Linked DNA regions of Canis lupus: region 2 is linked to region 1. Evidence: chromatin contacts called from public Hi-C data. All regions are on one chromosome and are shown on one strand. The core of a region is the stretch at or near the end of the contact, and the rest is flanking DNA. Distances in the headings are between cores, read along the strand shown. Region 1 overlaps GRHL1 (grainyhead-like protein 1 homolog). Region 2 overlaps ODC1 (ornithine decarboxylase).

Evidence for each region. Hi-C and Micro-C count contacts between places; a contact is called where the count stands out from the background.
Region 2: a Hi-C map of blood shows a contact between it and region 1, with 5 times the contacts expected there. The contact joins two enhancer-like sites. A contact is called at or near these places in 4 of 9 Hi-C or Micro-C datasets (amygdala, blood and skin fibroblasts).

Annotation. Positions count from the first base shown.
Region 1 is chr17:6,991,215-6,995,566 of UU_Cfam_GSD_1.0, reverse strand. GRHL1 (grainyhead-like protein 1 homolog) reads right to left here. Exons shown (of 16, transcript XM_038560755.1): 9 at 931-1,089. Among named protein-coding and RNA genes, the nearest start is that of GRHL1, 32 kb to the right of the region's middle. Within about 2 kb of position 2,031, at least 2 of the 20 cell types and tissues checked have an H3K27ac peak or open chromatin away from gene starts, as enhancers often do. A contact at or near this core is called in blood, where this site is marked.
Region 2 is chr17:7,373,036-7,376,914 of UU_Cfam_GSD_1.0, reverse strand. ODC1 (ornithine decarboxylase) reads left to right here. Exons shown (of 12, transcript XM_038560768.1): 9 at 605-767; 10 at 850-962; 11 at 1,053-1,267; 12 at 2,066-2,547. The coding sequence ends at 2,210. Among named protein-coding and RNA genes, the nearest start is that of ODC1, 7.2 kb to the left of the region's middle. Within about 2 kb of position 2,019, at least 3 of the 20 cell types and tissues checked have an H3K27ac peak or open chromatin away from gene starts, as enhancers often do. A contact at or near this core is called in blood, where this site is marked.

The DNA.
Region 1 (4,352 bases), core at 782-3,281:
CTCCACTGAGGCCACATACTATGTTCTGGTCCCCAGTGTGAAAATCAGGACAGCAGACCTCTGATAGCACGTACACTTCCAGTTTTCTAGTACCTTCTAGAAATCTTAATAACAGAGAGGGCTGTTTTTTAAACAGGATAAAAAGAAGGGACTGGCCAAAAATATGGTCCAGTATTTCCTAAGTAAGAAAAGTTAAAGTCGCCTCAGTCTTATTTCATTGGAGCACTTGTTTCTCTGGGGCTGCTGCTGAGTTCTTGAGGAGAATACAGTCTCCAATCTTCGAGACACAGTGGGCCTACTAGCTGCTGTCTGCAGTTCATTCCAGCTGGGCCCCTGGCTCTGCACCTGGCAAAGTAACCAATTCTTCTCCAGATAAAAGAGATGACATTGAATTCGTTTAGGCTTATACTTTCTCTTCTTGCCTACCTGCTACTCTAGAGACGAATCTGAATCTCATCTGATTCAGTGAGCTGGCTGACAATTTACCAAAAGCCCAGAGGGAGGTAAGCTAGTTAAAGGACAGCCCTTTACAGTCATCATTCACATGGAGCCCTCAGACACAAAGCTCCAGAGCTACTGCAGCCCCTGCCTACAAGTCTCAGTAAGCAGAGGGGCCACCCAGGACTGAGCATAGCCCCACACGTATTCCATGTGCGCCACCCGGATTCTATCAGACATGCCCAACAGAATGGATTCATTGGCCCTTCAAATTTTTCAGTTAAAACAAGATTTTTTTTCCCTCCCCTGTATAACGTGTCTATGCATGGCTAAAACAATAATTTCTAACTTTAAATAAGCTATTTCATATTTTATCAGCAATACATTTATATCAAACTTAAATATGAAAAAGACTCTTGGTCATTCTCCATGAGGAAGAGTATATCTCACATGCTTTATTCTTACTGTCCCTACCCAATCTGACAAGCTTACCTTATCACAGAAGACTTTTATCTGGCAGTATGCCCGATGCACAGGCTTATTGCTACGGTTGTTATAACTATAGGTGTCAATTTGAATATTAAGAGGCAACCCCTTCACGCCTTTCTGAGAAGAGAAATCTGTGCTTAAGCAGTTCACAGAGATGAAAACCTGAAAAGGAAAAAAAAGGTATTATAAACAATAGGCAGCAACAGTCAACCTTAGCACAGCTTGTAAAAATACCAACATCCCCAAAATTACTCAAATATGTTCTAAATAAGAGCTCAGCTGCTCACTCAAAAAAAAAAAAAAAAAAAAAAAAAAAAAAACTACAACAACAACAACTTTTTTTTTTTTTTAAATGAAGGGCTTATTTTAAAACTACTTCTGGTCATAGGAATGGCAGACTTTATTTAAAGGTAAAAAAATAGCAGCTTTGAACCTGTTGATTTTCCCTTCTAGAATATTTACTTAGCATCAGACTATGGAAGAGTCCAGTTGTCTTTCTTGATGTCATTTTTACCAATGTTACCAATAGCACAGAGATACAGAGATGTTTTATAGCTTAGTACAAACTCTGGGAACCTGCCTCCATTTATGTCTACACTACCTCTAAGGATAACTGTAGCAACCAAAGCATGCCCCAGTATTCTGGAATTTATGAACTCAGTGAGTCACATTATTAAAAGTGGCATGTTATTAAAGAGGCATTACTGACATTATTAAAGTAAGTTGTTAGGAGAAACCCAAGTGAATCTTTGTACAGCAAAAAAAAAACAAAAACAAAAAACAAAAAAAAACATGCTCCATTTCCCTCTTTCTTTTTAATTGAATTTCGATTTGCCAACATGTAACACCCAGTGCTCATCCCATCAAGTGCTCCCCTCAGTGCCTGTCACCCAGTTACCCCATCCTCCCGCCAGCCTCCCCTTCCACAACCCTTTGTTCGTTTCCCAGAGTTAGAGGAGTCTCTCATGTTTTGTCACCCCATTTCCCTCTTTTTTTGTGATTATGGATTTTAACCTCGCCACACAAGGTCACAATCAATGTACAAGAGCTCCCTTTCAACCATTGAGCTTTGTAATTTATTTCTGATGCGTGAGCACCACACAGTGGGGACTATTGGAATTACAGTTGTAAAAATCAGTGCCTTTCATAGACCAGCCAAGACCCTCCCGCTGGATTCCTTCTGGTCCAATGGCCAACAACCCCTAAGCCCCAACAACCGAGAACAGATCTACCACAAGTAGTGTGGGGTGCCACTGGCTGAACCAAGACCCAGACACAGGGAGAAGTTTAAGCCAGAAAAGCTGGGGTAGGGGAGCTTCTAAGAATGTAGGTAAAGAGAAGGGGGTGGACAGGTAAGAAAACTGTAACCATAACGACAAAAAACGCTCTCTAGAAGGTTTGCAAATACTGAAACACAGGGGTTTTATTCTTGATCTAGTCTATATGCTATTTCCAAGAAGGAAAAGACCCAAACACCCTACAATGACTGAGAACTCGTCCACATGAACAGACTGAAAAGTCATCCCTTACCCTGTCCCTGCATTAGCTCTCCACTCAGGCCAGTCTACTCATGGCCCCTAAGAACACATTTTACTGCTCACTCCTGCCTCTCGTCTTTATCCTTGTCCTTCTCCCTCCTACTGTGTCCGTCCTGTCCCAGTCCAAGTCACCCCGCATGTCCTCTCTGCGTCCCCACATCTGCAGAGGTCCAGCTCTGGAGCCATCTCCACAGAGAGTTTCCATTCACCCCAACCTGTGTTGTAGATGCCACAGCAGTGCATACTTAGGGTTCCATACCGGCACTGGGCACCTGCTTTATACACATGATCTCATTTCACAACCTTGAGAGACAGTGTTAATCCTTTTATGGGTGAAGCCCAGAGAGATTTAAAAAAAAAAAAAACTGTGCCAAGGTAGAAGGCGAAGGGCTGGAATTCATATCCACAACTTCCCCCCCTTTATGCCCTGCAATCTGTCTTTCCCAAATCAATTTTTTACCCTAATCACTTTTTTTCACTACGGGGAATGGTTTGCCATTTTTACATGTTTTATGTTTTATTTACCTGACTAGACTGCAAATATTGTAAGGCTAGGTCCATATTCGTCACGTGGAAGCTATCTCAACACTTTTAGCACAGTGCTGGGTCTAGGGCTACCTTTTCTAGCCCACTATGATTTTTCTTTCCAGTTAACCCATTTTCAGGAAATAAACAAAATGCTTTCATTTTTAAAAATACCGAAACCTAATATACAGGCAAAAAGTGGCACGTATACATTTCAAATCCATTACAGAAACTTTGTGCTTTGACTTTAAATCTTTTCCTATACTGTTGACCCTAGAACAATGCAAGGGTTAGGAGTACCAACTGCTTGCCCCCCACCAAGAGCCAAAAATCCACATATAACTTTTGACTCCTCTGAAACTTAACTAGTGGCCTGTTGACCAGAAGCCTTCCCAATAACATTGCCAATTAACACATGTTCTGTAAGTTATACATATTCTAAACTCTATTTTTACAATACCTTTTTCTTAACTTTCTCAGTTATCTCTAGGCTACGCAGTTCATCTACAACTTTTTTCAAAGTGTTACAAATCTCAAAAAAATTTTCCATTTATTGGAAAAGACCAACATATAAGTGGGCCTCTGCAGTACTGTCCAATGGTCAACAGTATGCTGTTAAGAAACACTTCATATACAACTTACAAATCTGGGTTAAGGAGGTAGGTTATGAAACAGACAAAAGATAAACAGGCACAAGACAAAAAGAAAGGCCAACACACAGTAGTCCATGCAAACTAAGCATATCAAGTAACCAAATCATCATATTTTTCATTTTACAACCAAATGAGAAAGCTAAATTTTTCTCTATCATTCAAGGCCACGTGGCTCAATTTATGACTCAAAAACAGCAGCCTGGGAAAGTTACACTTAACCCTCAACAATTCCAGGAAGTCTCTGACCCAAAGTGATATTCCATTTACAAGAGGATTTCATGGTAATCCAACCTAAAACCTAACCTCCCCTTGCTTCCCAGTGTCGAGTTTCTATTCAAAGCAAAAATAAGCAGGAACCAAATCCTAGGATCAGTATAAACATGGAGTCTTCGGAGAGATGTTACCCTATTACCCAGGATTATTTACAATCGGTTTCTTAAACATGTTCTTCTCCTATTTTTAAAATCAATTCTTTCCAAACTTGGCACTGTTTCTAAATGCAACAAAGAAAGTTTACAGCATTTCTAACTCAACATTAAAAAACACCACCTTGTCTAGATAAATACATAAACACACCAATAAAGTGAACAAGATGTGCGATATAAACATGCCAGCCAGGGACATGAAGTACACAGAGGACAGTGGCCAAAGACCTGCAGGAGAGAAATGAAGGCAGTGCTCATGAAGCCTCTTGTAGCAGGCTCCACAG
Region 2 (3,879 bases), core at 770-3,269, 380 kb before region 1:
TTTTAGTGTGCTTTGGCATTCCAAACTGAAATGAGTCTCTTGCCCCCACCCAATCGTGTAAAACAGTTGATTACTTTAGGAAATGTTGCTGTGCAAAGTGTGTGGACCATATGTCGTTACCCCAAGTGTGCTCTTCTAGATACTGTATTTTCCTTTAAACATTTTAATTACGAAGTTAAATACTTCATATCTCATGAAGTGGACCCTTATGTGGTGGTTGAATTTATGAAACAGATCACCTTCTTACTGAGATTTTGTGAGATAGACAAGAATTAAGAGTTTTATCCTGTTGGTGTGAGTTTGATAGGTTAAAGTACTTGGTACCTTGATATCTCAGTAAGAGGTGATTTATTGTTGGGGAGAATCCTACCCATAACATCTTACAAAGGAGGGGAGGTATCCAGAGGGGAATCTAAGTGAAACCACAGGGTTTTTTTTAGGGAGATGCTGGTTTGTTTTTCTTCTGTGGTTGCTTGATAATAAACCTCCCTGCTGGTGGCTGCTTTCAACGTTTTTTTATCCTGTCCTGTCACAGCACTGGTTTCTGCTCTTTGCTGTTAGTTCCCCCTGATAATGACTGTCCTTGTCTGTCTCACTCTTGTAGATCACCAGTGTTATCAACCCAGCCCTGGACAAGTACTTCCCGGCTGACTCGGGGGTAAGGGTCATAGCCGAGCCCGGCAGATACTACGTTGCGTCAGCCTTCACGCTCGCAGTTAACATCATTGCCAAAAAACTCGTCTTAAAGGAACAGACAGGTTCCGATGGTACGTATAAAGGATGAATCACTGCACACATAGTTGTAAGTTGGTACAGAAAGTGGTAATAGAGACTACTCTGCCTTTCTAGATGAAGATGAGTCGAGTGAACAAACCTTTATGTATTACGTGAACGATGGAGTGTATGGATCATTTAATTGCATCCTCTATGATCATGCCCACGTGAAGCCCCTTCTGCAGAAGGTACCTTCTGAACATAGCATATGCAGCAGTTAAGATGTGTGGTCATAATAACAAGGGTAACTAGTTATGTTTCTCTCTCTTCGAATGTAGAGACCTAAACCAGATGAGAAGTACTATTCCACTAGCATATGGGGACCCACGTGTGATGGTCTGGATCGCATTGTTGAGCGCTGCGACTTGCCGGAGATACACGTGGGCGATTGGATGCTCTTTGAAAACATGGGTGCTTACACTGTTGCTGCTGCTTCTACTTTCAATGGATTCCAGAGGCCAACTATCTACTATGTGATGTCGGGGCCAACATGGTTAGTGATGGCAACACATGTTTATGGTTTAATAAGAACAGATTTCCTCAGGTTTCTGCTGGCTGTTGTCTGGTTTGTTTGTTTGTTTGTTTGTTTGTTTATTTATTTATTTATTTATTTATTTATTTATTTATTTATTTATTTTGTTGTCTGGTTTAAAAGGAAATTGTCTCGTTTAGATTTAAACACTAGGGGATCCCTGGGTGGCTCAACGGTTTGGCACCTGCCTTTGGCCCAGGGTGTGGTCCTGGAGTCCCGGGATCGAGTCCCACATCGGGCTGCCTGCATGTAGCCTGCTTCTCCTTCCTCCTGTGTCTTTACCTCTTTCTCTCTCTGCGTCTCTCATGAATAAATAAATAAAATATTTTAAAAAAATAGATTTAAACACTAACCACGTTTTTAAAAATAGTTTCCTTTCTGCCTTAAGAATATATGCTGTCAAAAAAAAAAAAAAAAGAATATATGCTGTCAAATTCAGAAAATACAAATGGAAAGAAAATCCTTCTGGGAATACTGATCTGTATTTGGTTTCAGATTTTTGCAAAGGTATAATTATTTCAAAAAAAATTAGTGTATTTATATATAAGTAGAATAGTTTAATGAATGCACGTGACTTGTGGTTTCCCTGTGACGGAAATGATGGTCCTGAAGAAAGGCTTGCTTTAGAAACATTGAGTTGCTTCCTGATGACCTAGTAACCAAGGAAGTAAATAGGCTCATGAATAAGTGATTCTTGTGTGAAGCTGCCCAGTTACGGGGTGACTCAGGGTTTCTGAATATGCTACTTCTGTCCTTCAGGCAACTGATGCAGCAGATCCAGAACCACGACTTCCCGCCCGAAGTAGAGGAGCAAGACGTCAGCACTCTGCCAGTGTCCTGTGCTTGGGAGAGCGGGATGAAACGTCCCCCCGCTGCCTGTGCTTCAGCTAGCATTAACGTGTAGGTGCCACTCCTGTAGCTGTTAACTTCGAGTTTAGCTTGAATTGTGGGATTTGGGGGGACCGTTTAACTTAATTACTGCTAGTTTTGAGATGTCTGTAAGTAGGGTTGGCATGAATGCAACAGTATGGAAGACTAGGAGATGGGGTCACTTATCTGTGTTCCTATGGAAACTATTTGAATATTTGTTTTATATGGATTTTTATTCAATTTTCAAACATGCTACTAAGGAGTGCCCCTCAGCTGCTGAGCAAGCGTTTGTAGCTTGTATGTTGGCAGAATGGGCCAAAAGCTTAGTGTTGTGACCTGTTTTGAAAATAAAGTATCTTGAAATAATTAGGCATTGGGGAATTTTTAGTGTGTCCATTCCAAACGGCTCACCTTGAATGTGTTTTGTAAGTGGAGATTGTCCCACCGGCTGAGAAAATTATCCCAGAGGACTTAGGAGTTGGTGGTTTTCAATATTTTGAAAATCCATCAAAATGCCATCATCCTAGTCAACATTTTTATTTCAAGTACATGAGTCTTGTACAGCGTTTGCTTTGGATTCTCACAGAGCACAGTGAATTTAGCCCACATGTAGGTAGAAGGAAAAGCGAGGAGGAGACAGGCCATACCCCTGTGCTGCTGTCCCAGCTCAGCCCGCCCCGGGTGTACACAGAAGTGGCTGTGATGGAGTGCTCAGGGCCATTTGTTAACTGCCTTGTGTCAGGGCTGGGGCCCAGGGAAGGCCCATGGAGCCCCCCTGAGCGCTGCCTGCAGGACAGATGTTCCTTCCCACTTGTCTTCTCTCCTGGACAAGTTGCATAGCTGCAAGTTAGGAATGTGGTACAACATTTGGCAGTCAACTTATTTTAATAAATTCAACAATAATTATCCTGTGTTGTAGCTCTCTACCTTCTTTGACTTTGACCACTGGCCTTTTACGTTCCCTTACTCAACTCCTAACCCCACTCCCCAAAATAGGACATCAGGCTCTCATACTGTGTGTAACCCCGAAGATGAGAATGTCAAATCCCTGCAGTAGCTGTATGTGGGGAAGGCTGGCCATGCAAGAGCCGGATGTGGTTCTAGGAAGCCACTGGTTACTCACCTGTTGCTGCGCGGCACCAAGCGTCACCAGCTACAGTACAGGGCCAGGGAAGCCTGTACACAGTCCAGCTGGGAGGGAATGCTGTGGCTCCTTTCACCTCGGGGAGTAAATGGAGCCAAGTCCTGCAGCTGGTGCTGTATTCACTCCCAAACAATCTGAGGGGAATGACTGCCGTTTCTTAAGCCACCTTTCCCTCCCAACACCTGAATTGCACGACTGACTGCATTGCTGTGATCACGGAATTAGCTCGTCCTTGGCTGCTCAGCCAGACTCGGGCCTGGCACGTCACCAGGTCCGCTCTCCCCTCCTAGACCTGAGAATACGGTTTTCCTTGCCGTAGGTGAACGCAGTTTCTCAGGAGCTATAAACAAAACAGGTTTGACTGGAGCAGGGGCCAAGGGGAGGGACAAACCTCTGCAACTGACGGTTTGTCTCACTTCTCTGAGCATGTCCTTTTATCATTACTCAGGATGTTCAGAATAAAGGAATTGGTGAGAGACGGGAGCTAGTCACCACGCTGCATGTTGGCGAATGAGGCCTACTTGAGCAGGAAGGGAAGGGGAGCTTGGAGTAGAGGCAG